5 separate regions of the Mus musculus genome follow, and regions 1, 2, 3 and 4 are each linked to region 5. The links are chromatin contacts, called in public HiCAR-type, HiChIP or PLAC-seq and promoter capture Hi-C maps. All regions are on one chromosome and are shown on one strand. Each heading gives the region's core, a stretch centred on a gene start, on an enhancer-like site or on the middle of the called end of the contact. The rest is flanking DNA. Distances are from core to core; before and after follow the strand shown.

Region 1 (2,700 bases), core at 69-2,568, 3.0 Mb before region 5:
CAAGGAAGGCCCTTCGGATTGGCATCAATACCAGGAGAGAGTGAGCTCGGAGCAGCAGGGACAAAGGGTTTTCCCGATGAATCGAAAGGCAAGATCAAAGCCTGAGACAGCAAAGGGATTACTGTGTTTGAAGTGCTGGGGATATGGACCAGATAAAACGGTGGGTGGGTCCAGAAGAGGCGTCAGGGACACAAGTTTGACTGGGAGACCAGGTGTGGGAGGTGCATACCTGCCACCCCAGCCTTTGGGAAGCTGAGGCAGGAGAACTGCAGGGAGTTGACGAAAACCACCCGGAGCTAGAGTGAGTTCCAGAATACACAAGGAGACTCTCAGAAACAAAGCAAAACACAACTATTCCTTTTCTGTGGTGTAATGGGACTCTAGAGTTTTAAATTGCTAGTGATAAAAGCATTCGGGAAGGAGAGGGCTGTAGGGATGGCTACAAATAGTCAGCATGAAGTTATGGCCCTTTAAAATTACCCACAGGAGCTGGGCTGGCTGCCATATGCCTGTAATCTCAACATTCAAGAGGTAGCGTTCAAGGTCATTTTCTTCGACCCAGGTGTTGGAGGCTAGCCTGAGCTACATGAGACTCTGCCTCAAAAAAGAAAAAAAAAAGAAAGAAAAGAAAGAAAAACAAAAAAAGAAATAAAAAAGCAAACACCTATAGCAGACTTTCTAATTGTGCTCCACGGAAAAGCTGCCTTGACTCCCTCTAAGAATGCAAGCACTACTTTGCCTCTGGAAATTTGCATCAGCTATTCCCTCTGCTTTTTGGCATTCTACTTGGCTCCAGTTCAGACCTGGCTTAAAAATCAGCCCTTGGAAGCCCTTGCAGAACCTCGAGCTGGGGCAGGCGTTTCTGGCATCCACGGCCTCCTGCCGTCTACCTCTCTCTCTTCCAGGTCTTGACAGTTCTAAGTATTTGTCTAATCAAATGTGGTTCGTTTTCCTTAGACTGGGGGTTCAGATCTCTCGCAACGCAGAAACCACGTGCTGTCCAGGAATTTATCCTAGGTGACAGGGACGTGAACGGGGTCCCAGACCTTCGGTAGTTTCGGGACAAGGTTGCCAGCCCACCACGATTAAGTCTGCAGTCCCCTACACGCATGCGCTTTATTTTTCCAGGTGCCCCCCCCCTCCCCATCCATATGCTAATCACTGCGCTCTGAAGAACAGCCTCTCCCGGGAATATGCAAATCACATCCTCCAGTGCGGGAGGCCTTCCTTTGTCCCGCGCTAGGATTATGCAAATGAGCGAGCCTCCAGCCCGGGGGATCCGGGCCGAGTATTTAGGCCCCCACTCTCCCCCCTCATTCCAAGGCATCCACTATTTATAAGGCGCGTTCGCTCTACCGCGCACGCACGCACGCGCGATTCTTAAAGCTTCTTCACCCTTCGGGCCGCAGACTGTACCAAGTCTAGCGGGGCCGTGAGCGGCAGAGCCCGCCACCCCCGCCGGCGTGAGCTCTACAGCCTTCGCCATCCTCTGAGCCCCTCTTCCCATCGACCTCCGGGAATGGTCCATCTGACCGCGCACGCGCCCCTCGCTCGCCCCTCGCTCGTTCGCCCGTTCGCTCGCCCGCTCGCCTAGCCTCCCGAAACGCAGGCGCAGTGCCCGGGCGTGCAGCCGCCACCGCCGAGCCTGATCCGGGGCCGCCGGCGTCGGTGAGTGTCCGAGCTTGGGGGGGGCCGCGGGGCATGCTGGGAAGCGGGCGATACAGCCCCGCTGCATGACGGGAGCCCGCGGCCGCTTGGCCGAGTGACCGGCCCGGGAGTCCCTTGCTTTCCCCAGCACGCGGCTCGGGACCCAGCACAGCTTCGCCTCGAGGCATTGTGGGAGCCCGTGGGCCAGGCGTTCTGGGCCTGGGGCATTCTGGGAAGGGCCTGGGCTCCTGGAGGGGACTTTTTTTTTTTTTTTTTTTTTTTTTTTCGTCGCACACGCCTTCTGTGAGAAGCCCCGGGGCAAGGAGCGTTTGGGTGCCTGGTGGTCGTTAAAGGCCCGAGGCATCGTGGGACGCTGTCACGGGGCATTGTGGGAGCTGATCTTTATTGTTTGGTACCGGGGTTTGTCCGAGTCCCAGTCCTACCTAGCGTTGTGCGGAAAGGTATCTATTGTGTTCACTCACGCACTGTGAGGCGTATGTGTGGGTGGGGTCCTGGCCACTCTGCTTTTGAGGGAACTGAGGCATACGGTTTCATGTAGCTGGGTTTTGGACCCACAATATCGCGGAGTACAACCTAGAATTTATAATTTACCAAGTGCTGAGTTCGCAGAGGTGCATCACCACGCCCAGCTGGCTTCCACCTGTCCTAATGCTTCCACTTGATATCCGGAACGTTCTGGAAGAAGCTTTATATAATGTGGGTTTGGAGAGGGATGGCTGTCCCCAAGTAAACCCCCAAGAAAAGTCCTAACAATCCTTGCTGTGATGGTCAAGTAGAATAATAGTTAAAGCCCAGTGTGGTGTCACGCGCCTATAATTCCTGCTGGGGCAGGAGGATTCGCTATTCTAGACCTGTTTTTTTTTTTTTTTTTTTTTTCCTTTTGGGGAGGGCATCAGATCTCAAAAAAAGAAGGGGGAGTGGGTTTATGGAATGGCTAATCCTAGGTATTGTTGCATGGAACACATATATTAAATATTTAAAATAGAAACAACCAGTTGTCCTCAGTTTTTCTTTGCTGAATGGTGCGAGTTT
Region 2 (2,700 bases), core at 116-2,615, 2.9 Mb after region 5:
CCTCTAGCTCTAGACTTCAGAAAGAAACTTTTGGGGCTGGAGAGATGATTAAGAGCACTGACTGCTCTTCCAGAGGTCCTTAGTTCAATTCCCGGCAACCACATGGTGGCTCACAACCATCTGTAATGGGATCCGACACCCTCTTCTGGTGTGTGTCTGAAGACAGCTGCAGTGTATTCATTTAAATAAAATAAATAAATAAATCTTTTGAAAAAGGAAGAAAGAAGCTTTTGGGTTCTTTAGGAACCAGACTCAGGGCAGTAGTGGCTGTGATTATCAGAGACACCTCCCCGACCCCCAATTCTAGAGTCCCCTCCTCCCAGAGTGGCATTAGCTTCTGTCCCATGACTACTATCTGGCTTCCCCTTTCTCTTGCACCCAGGGTGCTACAGGGCGTGACATACAGTGGGGGGTGGGCAGGGGGGGGAGGTTTCCTGCATCTGGCTCTTGCCTAAGGGCTCCAACCTCAGGTTCCTCCTTCTCCAGTTCTCGATCAGGCTCCCACTGGGGACTAAAATAGTCCCAACCTCCTCTCCCATGATCTCCCCTCTGTCCTGGCTCCCGGTTGCTCCCCTGCTTACCAGTGTAGCCTAGCCCAGCCCAGCCAGTAGTCACCACGTGGCCACCACCTGCCTCCCCTCAAAGCCCCAACTCTGTGTCTGTGGTGTGCACATCTGTTTTCTCTCTGTATCTTTTTTTTTCTTCTTCTAACAGTGAAGTGGCCATCTTTAGGTCCTGGGTCCTGTCTGTCTTTCTTTGCTGTGTGGCTATGGGCAAGTGTCTTTACCTCTCTGTAAAATGGGAGAAAGGCATCAACCCCTGGTGAATACTATGAGGACTCAGTGACGTCACACATGGGAGCACTGTCGTGAGTGCTCCTGCTGGTGGCTCTGTCCTCCACAGCCTGTGACCATGATGGGAGGGTAGATATAGAATAATAACCACGGCTGATACTTACAAGGCTAATGTGGGTTGGATCCTGCTCTAGTAATGCTGGTTGGCTGAGACCCCACGACCCTGCAAAGAAAGTACGATTTAATTCTCAGTCTTGTGGATGAAGAAATCAAGGCCCAGAGAAGCTAAGCGACTTGGAAAAGGTTGCCCAGCTAGGAAGAGGCTGAGCTGATTTCAATGACTAGCACCCACAGTCCCTCCTGTTCCAAGATTTGCCCTCTATCTGGAGATGAAGATGAAGACCTGACATGTGTATCTCTTCTCTTTCTTGTTCAGCCCATTGGGACCGTGGCACAGCCCCCTGAGCTGCATTCTTTCTGCGGCCATGTCTATACGTTCCTCCTCCCTGCTGCTGTCCCCTCCTCCTGCTGCCACCACCCACCTCACACTTCCTCCTTCACTTGGTTGGACGTCACACCAGGTCCCACCAGCCCCTGGACTGTGGTGTCCAGTGCATATCTGGCCACCATGGGGGCTCTGGAGCCCTCCTGGTGCCTTCTGTTCCTTCCTGTCCTCCTGACTGTGGGAGGTGAGTCGGGGGGCTTCTGTGGATGCCTCCTGTGTCCTCAGCTCATGTTGGGGCCAGGACTAGGCAGAGAGCAGGAAGGGACAGCACAGACAAAGGGGAAGGCTGGGCAGAAGAAGGTTCCTCTAGAGCCTGTGGGTTTCACCCTGAGCTAGAGGCCCTGAGATTTGGAACCTGGTAGTATCAGTAGGGGGGACATTGAAGCTCACAGATATACCTACCACATGTTGGTCAGTACCGGCCGCTGGGTGCTGTGAGACCAGCTCTTTCCAACCTTCTTCACCTTCTACATCCACTGTCTGTGCCTCAATTTACATCTTTCTTTTGAATATAGAATCACATATAGCCCAGGCTAGCTTCAAATTTGCTACGTAATTGAGGATAACCTCAACCTTTCTATTCTCTGTCTCCACCTCTCTCAGTTTACCTGTTCTTTTCTCCTTAGGATTAAGTCCCGTACAGGCCCAGAGTGGTAAGCCATAATACCCCCGATCTTTCTCTCTTCCTCTCAAAGACCTCCTCAGGCCACCCCTTCTCCTTCTAGCCCTCTTTGTGCTAACACCAAGCCCTGATTGTTAACCTGTGTCCCCCTCTTCATCCTCCTGAGACACTTTCCCAAGATGCGACTGTTCTTCCGTGAGCCCTGGTGTACTGGCTGGGATTGTTCTGGGTGACTTGGTGTTGACTCTGCTGATTGCCCTGGCTGTGTACTCTCTGGGCCGCCTGGTCTCCCGAGGTCAAGGGACAGCGGAAGGTGAGTGGGGCTGGAGGGGGCTGGTCTGGAACACTTTGGGACCTGGTGGGCAGTGGATACAGTGGAAGCGTCAAGGTCACAAATATCAAAAGGATGGGAGGGCTGGCTTGTTGTTATTGTTTGTTTTTGTTTCTTCCCTTAATGCTAAGGATCCAAATGGGGCCTCCCATTTGAACTGCAAATGCTTTTACCAACTGAGTTACACCTTCAGGCCAGAAGGGCTGGGGGTGGGGGACTCTGGCTTTTTTCTCCCTCTTATTTATTTTTTTATAATTTTTTTCCTCTCTCTCTGTGTGTGTGTGTGTGTGTGTGTGTGTGTGTGTGTGTGTGTGTGTGTGTGTGTGCATTTGAGTGTAGTGTCCACAAAGACCAGAAGATGGCACCAGATGCCCTGGAACTGGAGTTACAAGTGATCCAGCCACTGGTATGGATGCTGGGAATTGAACTTGGGTCCCATGCAAGAGCA
Region 3 (2,700 bases), core at 121-2,620, 2.4 Mb before region 5:
GCCACCACTGCCCAACAAAAATTAATTTCTATATAGCAGTATTTACTTAGTGTCTCGAAAACCCGGGACAAAGACTAGCATCCCTTTTCAGAGATAAAAACAAAAACAAAAGCCGGGTATGGTGGCGCACACCTTTAATCCCAGCACTCGGGAGGCAGAGGCAGGTGGATTTCTGAGTTCAAGGCCAGCCTGTTTTACAAAGTGAATTCCAGGACAGCCAGAGCTATACAGAGAAACCCTGTCTCGAAGAACTAAAAAAAACCAAAACAACAACAACAACAACAAAAAAAACTAAACCTGAGACAGAGTGGAGTTGTTTTGCCCAAAGTCACAGCTAAGAAGTACCAGGGCCAGGATAAGCAGCCTAGTTAGAACATGTAGGTATACTTGCTAGGGAGTCCAGTAAGAAGACATCCAGCTAGACATCCAAAGGAGGGCACACACATGGTGACAACTGGAGACTCAGACCTACCTGTGGTTCTGTGTTCAAACCCCTCCTAGTTTTTCTGAGCTTCAGTTGGGGAAACGGGGGACAGTTTGACCAACCAGATGCACCTCTGATAACTCCCTTAACCTTGGCTTCAAGAGGGAGCTTCCTGAAAACTGTGGTGTACTTGTGTGGAGTCCAAATATGGATACTGGATCTCTTCAGTCACTCGCTACCATATTACATTCAGGTGTGTGTGTGTATGTTCATGTATGCACACTCTGGTATATGCAGAAGTCAGAGAACAACTTACAAGAGTCAGTTCTCTCCTTTCACCCTGTGGATCCCAGAATCAAAACTCCAGATCAGGCTTAGCATGTGGCTTTACGCGCTGAACCATCTCCCTGGCTGGCCTGGAACTTCATGTTTTCCCAGGAAATTCTTCCCATGCCTAGGGGTCCTTAACTGTAACTGTGTGGAAGGGCAGTCACCTGGAAAGATACCTTTAATGCTCAAAACAGGAGAGGCCGAGTCAGGCGGATCTCTGTGAGGCCAGCCTGTTCACAAAGCCAGACCATGCCTCAAACAAAAACAAGAACAACTGACTCGATCCACTACAAATCCCATAAACTTCCTTCTTCAGGTCTTCCACCCCACACCCTCAGCTTCTTCCAAGGGACCTTACTAACGGGGCTTTTCCTTTCTCCTTCCATTTCTCACTTCCTGTCACGTACCTCTTCCTCTAAACTCCCTCTCCTGACATCTTGTTTCCATTCTACTCTTCCTCGATTTCCCCGTTCATCCTCTTAATAGGAAAAAAAAGTCTTAAGCCTTGTTTTGTTCCTTTTGCCCTGTGTGACTGCTGCTGCTTGGTTTCCTCTCCCATTCACGCCGAGTGGTGTCTCTTTTTTTTTTTTTTTTTTTTTTTGCCACTGGCCCTCAGGGATCCTTGACTGTAACCCGCCGGCCTCCAGGGCTTTGCGTGTCTCTACAGCCTACACTGCCCGAATCCCCTACGCCTAGCTTGTCAGGCGCCCCCAAGATGGCGCCTCCAGCTTCGTCCCGCCTCCCGACGTCATCGCGCCCTCTCCGCTCAGCGCTCCCCTTTCGAGCTATCAAAGGCGGAATCCGAGAAGAGGTGGAAGAGGAAGAACCTCCAGGGAGGATTAAAGAGGCGGGTAGTATCCACCTGGAGGCCGACCAGCGAGGGAACATTGCTAAAGGATTGGCTGGGCGCTGCGCGATCCCACCCCTCCGCTCTATTGGTCGAGGCTTCAGGAAACCTGAGCATCGATTGGTCTAATGACAGGGGCAGACAGCCGATGATTGGGCGAATTGTGCAGTTCTTCGCAGCGGCCCAGGCGGAAGGTGGGAGGAGCGTTGTTGAGGGCGGCCTGGGGTGAGAGCGAGGCTGCGGAGCAGGCGAGACGACGGGCGCTAGAGAGGACGCGGCGCTAGAGTGGCGGTGCAAAGGGACCTGAAGCCCGTAGCCCGGCCTGGGGCCGGCGAGACGGCCGAGGCGGGTGAGTCCCCGCCGGAGCGCAGAGGTCCGGCCCCACCCGGCGGCTTGCCTGCGTCATTCGGCCTGCACGATGAAGGCCTGAAGGATCGCGTCCCGGGTGCGGAGAGCGGAGCGGCCGTTGGGCGCGCGGGCCGGGCGGGGGCTGTGCCGGGACGGCGGGTGGGATGGGGGACTGGAGTTGAGTGCGGGGCTGAGTGAGGAGGGGCAGGGCTCGGGCTGCAGGCCGGGGGCCGACCTTGGCGGGAAGGGGAGGTCCCAGAGCTGCCTCGCCGGAGGGCTCTCTGGTTGCATGGGGTATCGGGGCCACGGGTGGGTGCGCTGGGATGGGGATCAGAATCGAAAGGGGACGGTTAGAGGACTCATGGATGCCGGGGTGGGGAGCTGGCCCGAGAAAGGAGGTAATTAACGCAGGGAGGAAAATCGATTTCTGCCTGGAAAGAGCTGAGGCAGAGAAGAGGTTTTTGAGGTATCTTTAGAGCGAAGGGAGGGATCAGGTGTGGAAAACGGAGTAATGCTGACAAGGAAGACCGATAAACGCATGAAAGTGGGGCTTGGAAAGTATTGACAGAGGTCTTTATTTATTCTTACGGGTTTCAATAGGTTGAGCTAGAGGGGAGGGATTGTTTTGTTTTAGATACAGGTAAGTAGGCCAAAGGGAATATTCGAGCAATCTTGGGTGTAGTTGGAGAGACAGAGATGTGTGCTACAGAGAGCAGTCTAGGAATTTTGGGGATGTACCATATTGATAACT
Region 4 (2,700 bases), core at 55-2,554, 2.5 Mb after region 5:
CTATTCTTTTCTCCAATGGAGACAATATAGGGATCTATTTTCAAATGACAAGTCGTCATTAAGCAAGTACTTCCAGAGGCATTCAGATGTTGGGGTCATGGGGTGTGCAAATAATGAGGAAAGGACCAAGAAAGTCGGAAATAAACCACAAGTAAACTTTATACCCTCCCCCCGTCCCGTTCCCTCCCCCCCCCCCCCCCCCCCGGGAAAACACTTCTAACTGGTTAGGGTCACAAGTCAGCTTCGACCTTTGACAAAGGGAGAGAGCAGTCTCCTTTCTCCTTTTGAAGCATAAAGGCAGGAGCAGAGGTTCAGGGAACAATAAAGAAGGAATTTGTAAATTGAGGGTTAGTTCTGGAGCCCAGGGTGTGGCAGGTAGGAGGATGTTCATTCAGGCTCAAGGCTATTCTAAGACAGAGGTCTTATCTCAGCCTTTAGGGAGCTCGCCCAGGCCTGGTGGTTTTACTGCAGCTTGAAAGAAAGTAAGGCTTGCGGGCATGCAGTAAGATGGGGGCGGCCGTCCAATACCTGGGATCACTCTGGGCTCGGCACAAAGGAAAGCCCGGCTCTTTGTGGTTTGTAGTGCATTCTTTGCCTCTTTTGGGTAACTGACCTGGCAATGGGTAAAACTGGGAGTAGACATAAAAAAATTGTGACCCTCCAGGTCTTTCTTGGCCAGGCCAGAGATCATTACCAGCCTTGTCCCCATTATCCATCCTGCGTAGAGAATGGAGATTAGGAGAGAACTGGCACCCTGACCAATTTGCGAATCTAAACCTCACCTCAGAGATTGTTCCCAGGAGCAGAGTTCTGAAGTCACAACCACTCGGGTGACAGGAGCCCCATGGTTACATGCAAGATGCCACATAGAGGTAGGCACAGTCTTACACTTAAGCCACAACTCCACAACGACCAGACATTTCATGTCCTCATAGAAAAGCTATCAGAATGTATTACAAACAACCACAAAAACTATTCCAGGGCACTGCGTCCGCCCAGTCGCAAGGCTCCTGCCGAGAGGCTGGACAGGCCACTAGCCTTTCTGGGAAATGTAGTCCACAAAGGGACAGCCACCTAGCGCCCCCAGCGCCTCCTCTGGTTGTTCCGGAAAAGACCGTCCCCGCAGCTGCTCACGTCCAGCGCTGCTTCGCCGGCGGCGTCACCGTCTCGCCGCGCTAATGGGCTCAGCCACCTCGGCGCCTTCGGCCATGACTCCTGTCCCTAGCACAGGAAACGCCAGCCGAGCTCTGACCGGAAGTTGGGTCGGGCCGCGGGTCCTTCTGGGAGCACCTGTGCTCTGGGACATAACGGGCGCGCGCTGCCGCCCGAGTGGAGGGGCTGGCCGTGCGTGGCCCGCATGCCGCGTCTCTGAGGTTGCGTCTCGGGAGGTTTTGGCTGGTGGCGCTGCGGGGACCTCTCCACGGGAGAGGCACGGGTGGTCCGGTTTGCGCCGGCCGTGGGCTTCGGGCTGGGCGCGGGCTCTCGGGGGGCTCGGAGTATCCCGGGTCACAGCTTTGCGGAGAGCTCCGGGCCAGAAGGCGGGACTCAAGCCTGTTCGGAGCTGCAACCAAAAACCTGGTAAGAGTTTGTGCTACTCTGGAGATTTGGAGGGGGTGTGGTTGTGCGAGAGCGAGTGTCCTGTCGTGGCCATGTTTGGTGGTAAGGGGTTGAGTAAGGGTGTGGTGAGTGTGGGGATGGCGTGGCGTGTGCAATTGTACCGCGGAGTTCTTAGGTGTGTAGCATTTGGCGTAACTCGTAACTACGGGGAAAAAAAATCTGTACTTTCTAATGATTTCCCCCTCCTCATTGCCGCCCTTTCAACACTTTCTTCTCTAACTTTTTTCAGTTTTTCTTTCTATTATTACCTAATGGCTTGCTTGGCTTATTTAATTTTTAAAAAAATCTTTTCTTTTCTCTCCTTTCCTTTTCCTTTTTCTTTTTTTCTTTTTCTTTTCTTTTCTTTTCTTTTCTTTTCTTTTCTCTTCTTTCTTTCTTTTACCTTTGTAGTGTTGAATTTAAATCTAACGCTTCAATCACACCAGGCAAAAACTGTACCAATGAGCTACATTCCCAGCCCTGAAGTTAGTTTAATAATGGCTGAAAAAAATTCCTAAGCTCAATAGCAAACCAACTGGGATTCCTTCAGTTCACGTTGTTAGCAGATTCATTGCATTTAGCTGATCCAGGCTGTATTTGGTTGAAATTCAGATCTGCTCTCTGTTTGTTGTTTTCTGGTGCTCAAGTTAAAAAGAACTGATTCCAAACATATTTTCTTTTCACGGTGGATTATGGGAGCACAGGGGAGATCATGCAAAGACTCTAAAAAACCTCTGCTTCAAATGTGTCCATATTTAGCCAAAGAAAAGTTGTGTGGGTAAGCTTGTAGTCTATTAAAATAACTATTTGCCACATTAAGAAATCTCTAGAAATACTTTTATACTGGGTGTTACCGTTTAGTGCAAGTGCTCTTTGATGATAGTGTGCTCTTGTTTGCACTCTCTTGTGTGCACTCTCTAGCTCTGCTCTCTAGCTTGCTCACTAGCTCTCTCTCTCTCAAATTACATTTGTCACAAATTTTATATTCCAAACCCTTTGTCTTTATGTTTCAGGTTTCTCATGAGCAACATATCAGCTGAGTGTTTTTTAAACTCATTTGTCTGGCCTGACTGTTAATAGGTGAGTTTAATTCTGCTGTATTAT
Region 5 (2,700 bases), core at 166-2,665:
TTTGGCTGTTTATGTAGTACGTGTATCGAGTGACTGAGAAAGTCAGAATAGGGTGTTGGATCTTCTAAAACTACAGTTATAGGCAGTCATGAGCTGCCATGTGGGTGCTGAACTGAACCTGAACCAGGAGCCGAGCCTGGTCCTCTGCAAGAGCAACAAGTACTCTTAGCCACTGAGCCACCTCTCCAGCCCTTAATGTTCTACTCTTAGTAAATCATCAGGCTATTTTACTTTATTTTATTTTTCAGTGCTGTAACCAAGTGCAGGTGTTTAACATGCTGAAATGTGAGGCAAGCACTCTTTCACTAAACTGTACCTTTCCAAACATATTTTAAGAATAGCTGAAGGCCAGGTGTGGAGCGCAGGCCTTTAACCCCAGCTCTCAGGAGGCAGAGGTTAGTGAATCTCTGAGTTAGAGGCCGCCTGGTCTATAGATTGAGTTACAGGACAATCATGGCTGTTGCCCAGAAAAACCCTGTCTCAAAATAAACGAAAACCCAAAACCAAGACAAAGAGACAAACAAAAACATACACAAAAACTAAACTAAAACCCAACTAACCAAACAACCAAAAAAAAAAAAAAAAAGAATATTAGGTGTGGCATAAGTCTCTGGTTCCAGTCACTGACAGGCTGAGGAGGGTTGGTTGCTCTGTTTCCCAGGCTAACTTGGGCAAGTTAGTGAAACTGTCGCAAAAAAAAAAAAAAAAAAAAAAAAAAGTTCGTCGGTTTTTTTTGCTAGTTTGTTTTGTTTTGTTTTGTTTTGTTTTAAGACAGGATCTCACTCTGAGGTCCAGGCTGGATTCAAATCCACTAAGTAGTCCGGCTGCAAACTCAAAGCAATCCCCCATACTTTAGTTTTCCCATACTGGGGTTATGGGTGTGAACAACCACGCCCCGCAGGAAATTATTTTCAGGGACTTAAACTGCTGCCCAAAGTCACACAGCTCCTCCGGAACTGATGCCCAGGACGTGACTCTGGTGTCGTTCCGTCCCCCCCTTACTCCCGTCTTTAATCATAGTAGAATCCAGTTGTCTCACTGTATTGAGTCCAGTATCCTAAGCCCTACTGAGAAAACTGTTAATTTTGTAACTCTCAAGAAGTAGGTCCTCTTCCAGAAGTCATACAGTTTTCTAAAATAACACATGAAGTGACAGGCCTGTACTTTTTAAAGTACAAAACCCCTACCTGTCATCGCCCCACAAGGGAAATCGCTACCAGAGCTGTCCCTTCGCTCAGGCAGTCCTCCTGGGCATGCGCTTTAGGGACAACCTCCCCCCTCCTTCTGGAACGGCCCCGCTCAGGCTCCGCCCACCACCACCAACGAGAGCCGATCCCTGAGCTGCAGGGCGGGGCTGCCACGCGAGTGGGCGGGAACTAGGGATAGTCGAGTGTCTGGAGTCGTGCGCCGGAGTCAGAACTGCGCCTACCGTCCCAGGTGTCGGTTGCTGGAGCAGAACAAGCTAGCGATGCTACGGCAGCCGCTTCCTGATTGGCTGCGTGTGGCTCCCTCTTCGTTCTGATTGGCCGCGAGTGATCTGTGTATGTAAATGAAGGGGCCTGGTGGGGAAAGACGGGGGTACGGGGGGCCGGGTTCTTTAGGGTGTTCGATACCTCAGCTAGGTAGATGGTGGCCGGGGCTGACCGGGATCGAGCGCCCAGGGCCTGTATGTGTCGCCCGCCCGGGCCGGGCTGGGTGAATCACGTCGGAGCCCGAGAAGGGGGCGGAGGCGCCGGCTCCCTGGCTCCGGCTGCGTGACTCACCCGCCCCCGCCGCCGCCGCTCCGGGAGGAGCCGCCTCCGCTGCCTTCCGGAAGCGAGGGAAGGCCGGGCTCACTGAGCGGCCCGCGGGGGTCGCGGCTCGCTGTGGCCCGGGAGGGACAGGCGGTACCCTGGGGAATCTAAAGGATCCCGGGGTCACTGGGGCCGGAGTCCCCGGGGGAGCCCAGGTTGGAGTACCGCTAGGGGGCGCCGGGACTCGGGGGGGCGGAGTCGGGGTGGGGGCTGAATTCCTGCGGTTCCCGGCTCCCGGGTCTTCAGCGAAAAGGGCAAAGACTGGATTTTTAGTGTCTTGCTAGGTCTAGGCAGCGTCCCCGGGACTGAGACCCTGCGGCCTTTATGCCCCCGTTAGATTAGGCTAGGGGCTTCAAACTCTAGTCCTCTTGGAAGAAAGTACCGATTTTCAAACTTCTGTCAATGACTTACTCCCGCGGCCCTTCAGGGTTTCCCTTGTCTCTCTCTTTCCTCAATAAGTTCGGGACCCTTACTTCCTTGAGTGACTACTAACAGCTTAGGCTTTAAACCCAAGCGGCCAGCATCCCAGTGAGTACAGCAGTCGGAAGGCAGGCAGTTCAGGCCCACTTCTATCTCCAAACCTACACACACACACACACACACACACACACACACACACACACACACACATGATGCTGCCCCGCCACCGATCTTTCCCCAGGCAGCAGCTACCGGGGATCCTCTAGAGACCTTGCCAACTAACGTCACCATTCATCTTCCTGCCTAGACCCTACCCTCCATGACTCTGTCCTGACACTCTGAAAATCCAAGCCTCCTATTCCTGCCCGCGCCTCCTCCTGCTTGCTCCCCACCCCCACCGGGACTCCTACTGTGTCACACTCTCTGCGCCTGCTCCTAGTGTGTGGTGGCCTTCTTTTTTTTTTTTTTTTTAAACTCCCCAGTTCAG

The links. HiCAR-type assays count read pairs that join an accessible place to other places. HiChIP or PLAC-seq counts read pairs in DNA pulled down with a chosen protein or histone mark. Capture Hi-C pulls out chosen DNA fragments and counts their contacts.
Region 1: a HiCAR-type map of astrocytes shows a contact between it and region 5, with 2.6 times the contacts expected there. The contact joins the promoter of Zfp428 here to the promoter of Sertad1 in region 5.
Region 2: an H3K27ac HiChIP or PLAC-seq map of bone marrow-derived dendritic cells shows a contact between it and region 5, with 12 times the contacts expected there. The contact joins the promoter of Tyrobp here to the promoter of Sertad1 in region 5. A contact is called at or near these places in 1 of 39 promoter capture datasets (maxillary cranial neural crest) and 1 of 115 datasets of contacts at active chromatin or transcription factors (bone marrow-derived dendritic cells).
Region 3: a HiCAR-type map of astrocytes shows a contact between it and region 5, with 2.6 times the contacts expected there. The contact joins the promoter of Zfp574 here to the promoter of Sertad1 in region 5. A contact is called at or near these places in 1 of 39 promoter capture datasets (cranial neural crest) and 1 of 115 datasets of contacts at active chromatin or transcription factors (astrocytes).
Region 4: a promoter capture Hi-C map of adipose tissue shows a contact between it and region 5, with 2.6 times the contacts expected there. The contact joins the promoter of Zfp568 here to the promoter of Sertad1 in region 5. A contact is called at or near these places in 2 of 39 promoter capture datasets (embryonic stem cells and liver) and 1 of 9 other capture datasets (adipose tissue).

The regions. Positions count from the first base shown.
Region 1 is chr7:24,505,769-24,508,468 of GRCm38.p6, forward strand. Zfp428 (zinc finger protein 428) reads left to right here and starts at 1,319. Exons shown (of 3, transcript NM_146183.2): 1 at 1,319-1,668.
Region 2 is chr7:30,412,417-30,415,116 of GRCm38.p6, forward strand. Tyrobp (TYRO protein tyrosine kinase binding protein) reads left to right here and starts at 1,366. Exons shown (of 5, transcript NM_011662.3): 1 at 1,366-1,483; 2 at 1,926-1,952; 3 at 2,088-2,234. The coding sequence starts at 1,423. It overlaps Gm32029 (a long non-coding RNA gene), which reads right to left and starts at 1,303. Exons shown (of 3, transcript XR_391237.3): 1 at 1,198-1,303; 2 at 959-1,017.
Region 3 is chr7:25,075,437-25,078,136 of GRCm38.p6, forward strand. Zfp574 (zinc finger protein 574) reads left to right here and starts at 1,371. Exons shown (of 2, transcript NM_175477.5): 1 at 1,371-2,046. It also overlaps a transcript of Grik5 not described here.
Region 4 is chr7:29,982,651-29,985,350 of GRCm38.p6, forward strand. Zfp568 (zinc finger protein 568) reads left to right here and starts at 1,305. Exons shown (of 10, transcript NM_001167872.1): 1 at 1,305-1,578; 2 at 2,610-2,676. Gm31735 (a long non-coding RNA gene) reads right to left here and starts at 871. Exons shown (of 2, transcript XR_001778074.2): 1 at 783-871.
Region 5 is chr7:27,485,538-27,488,237 of GRCm38.p6, forward strand. Sertad1 (SERTA domain containing 1) reads left to right here and starts at 1,416. Exons shown (of 2, transcript NM_018820.4): 1 at 1,416-1,541. Gm38972 (a long non-coding RNA gene) reads right to left here and starts at 1,423. Exons shown (of 5, transcript XR_881906.2): 1 at 1,188-1,423.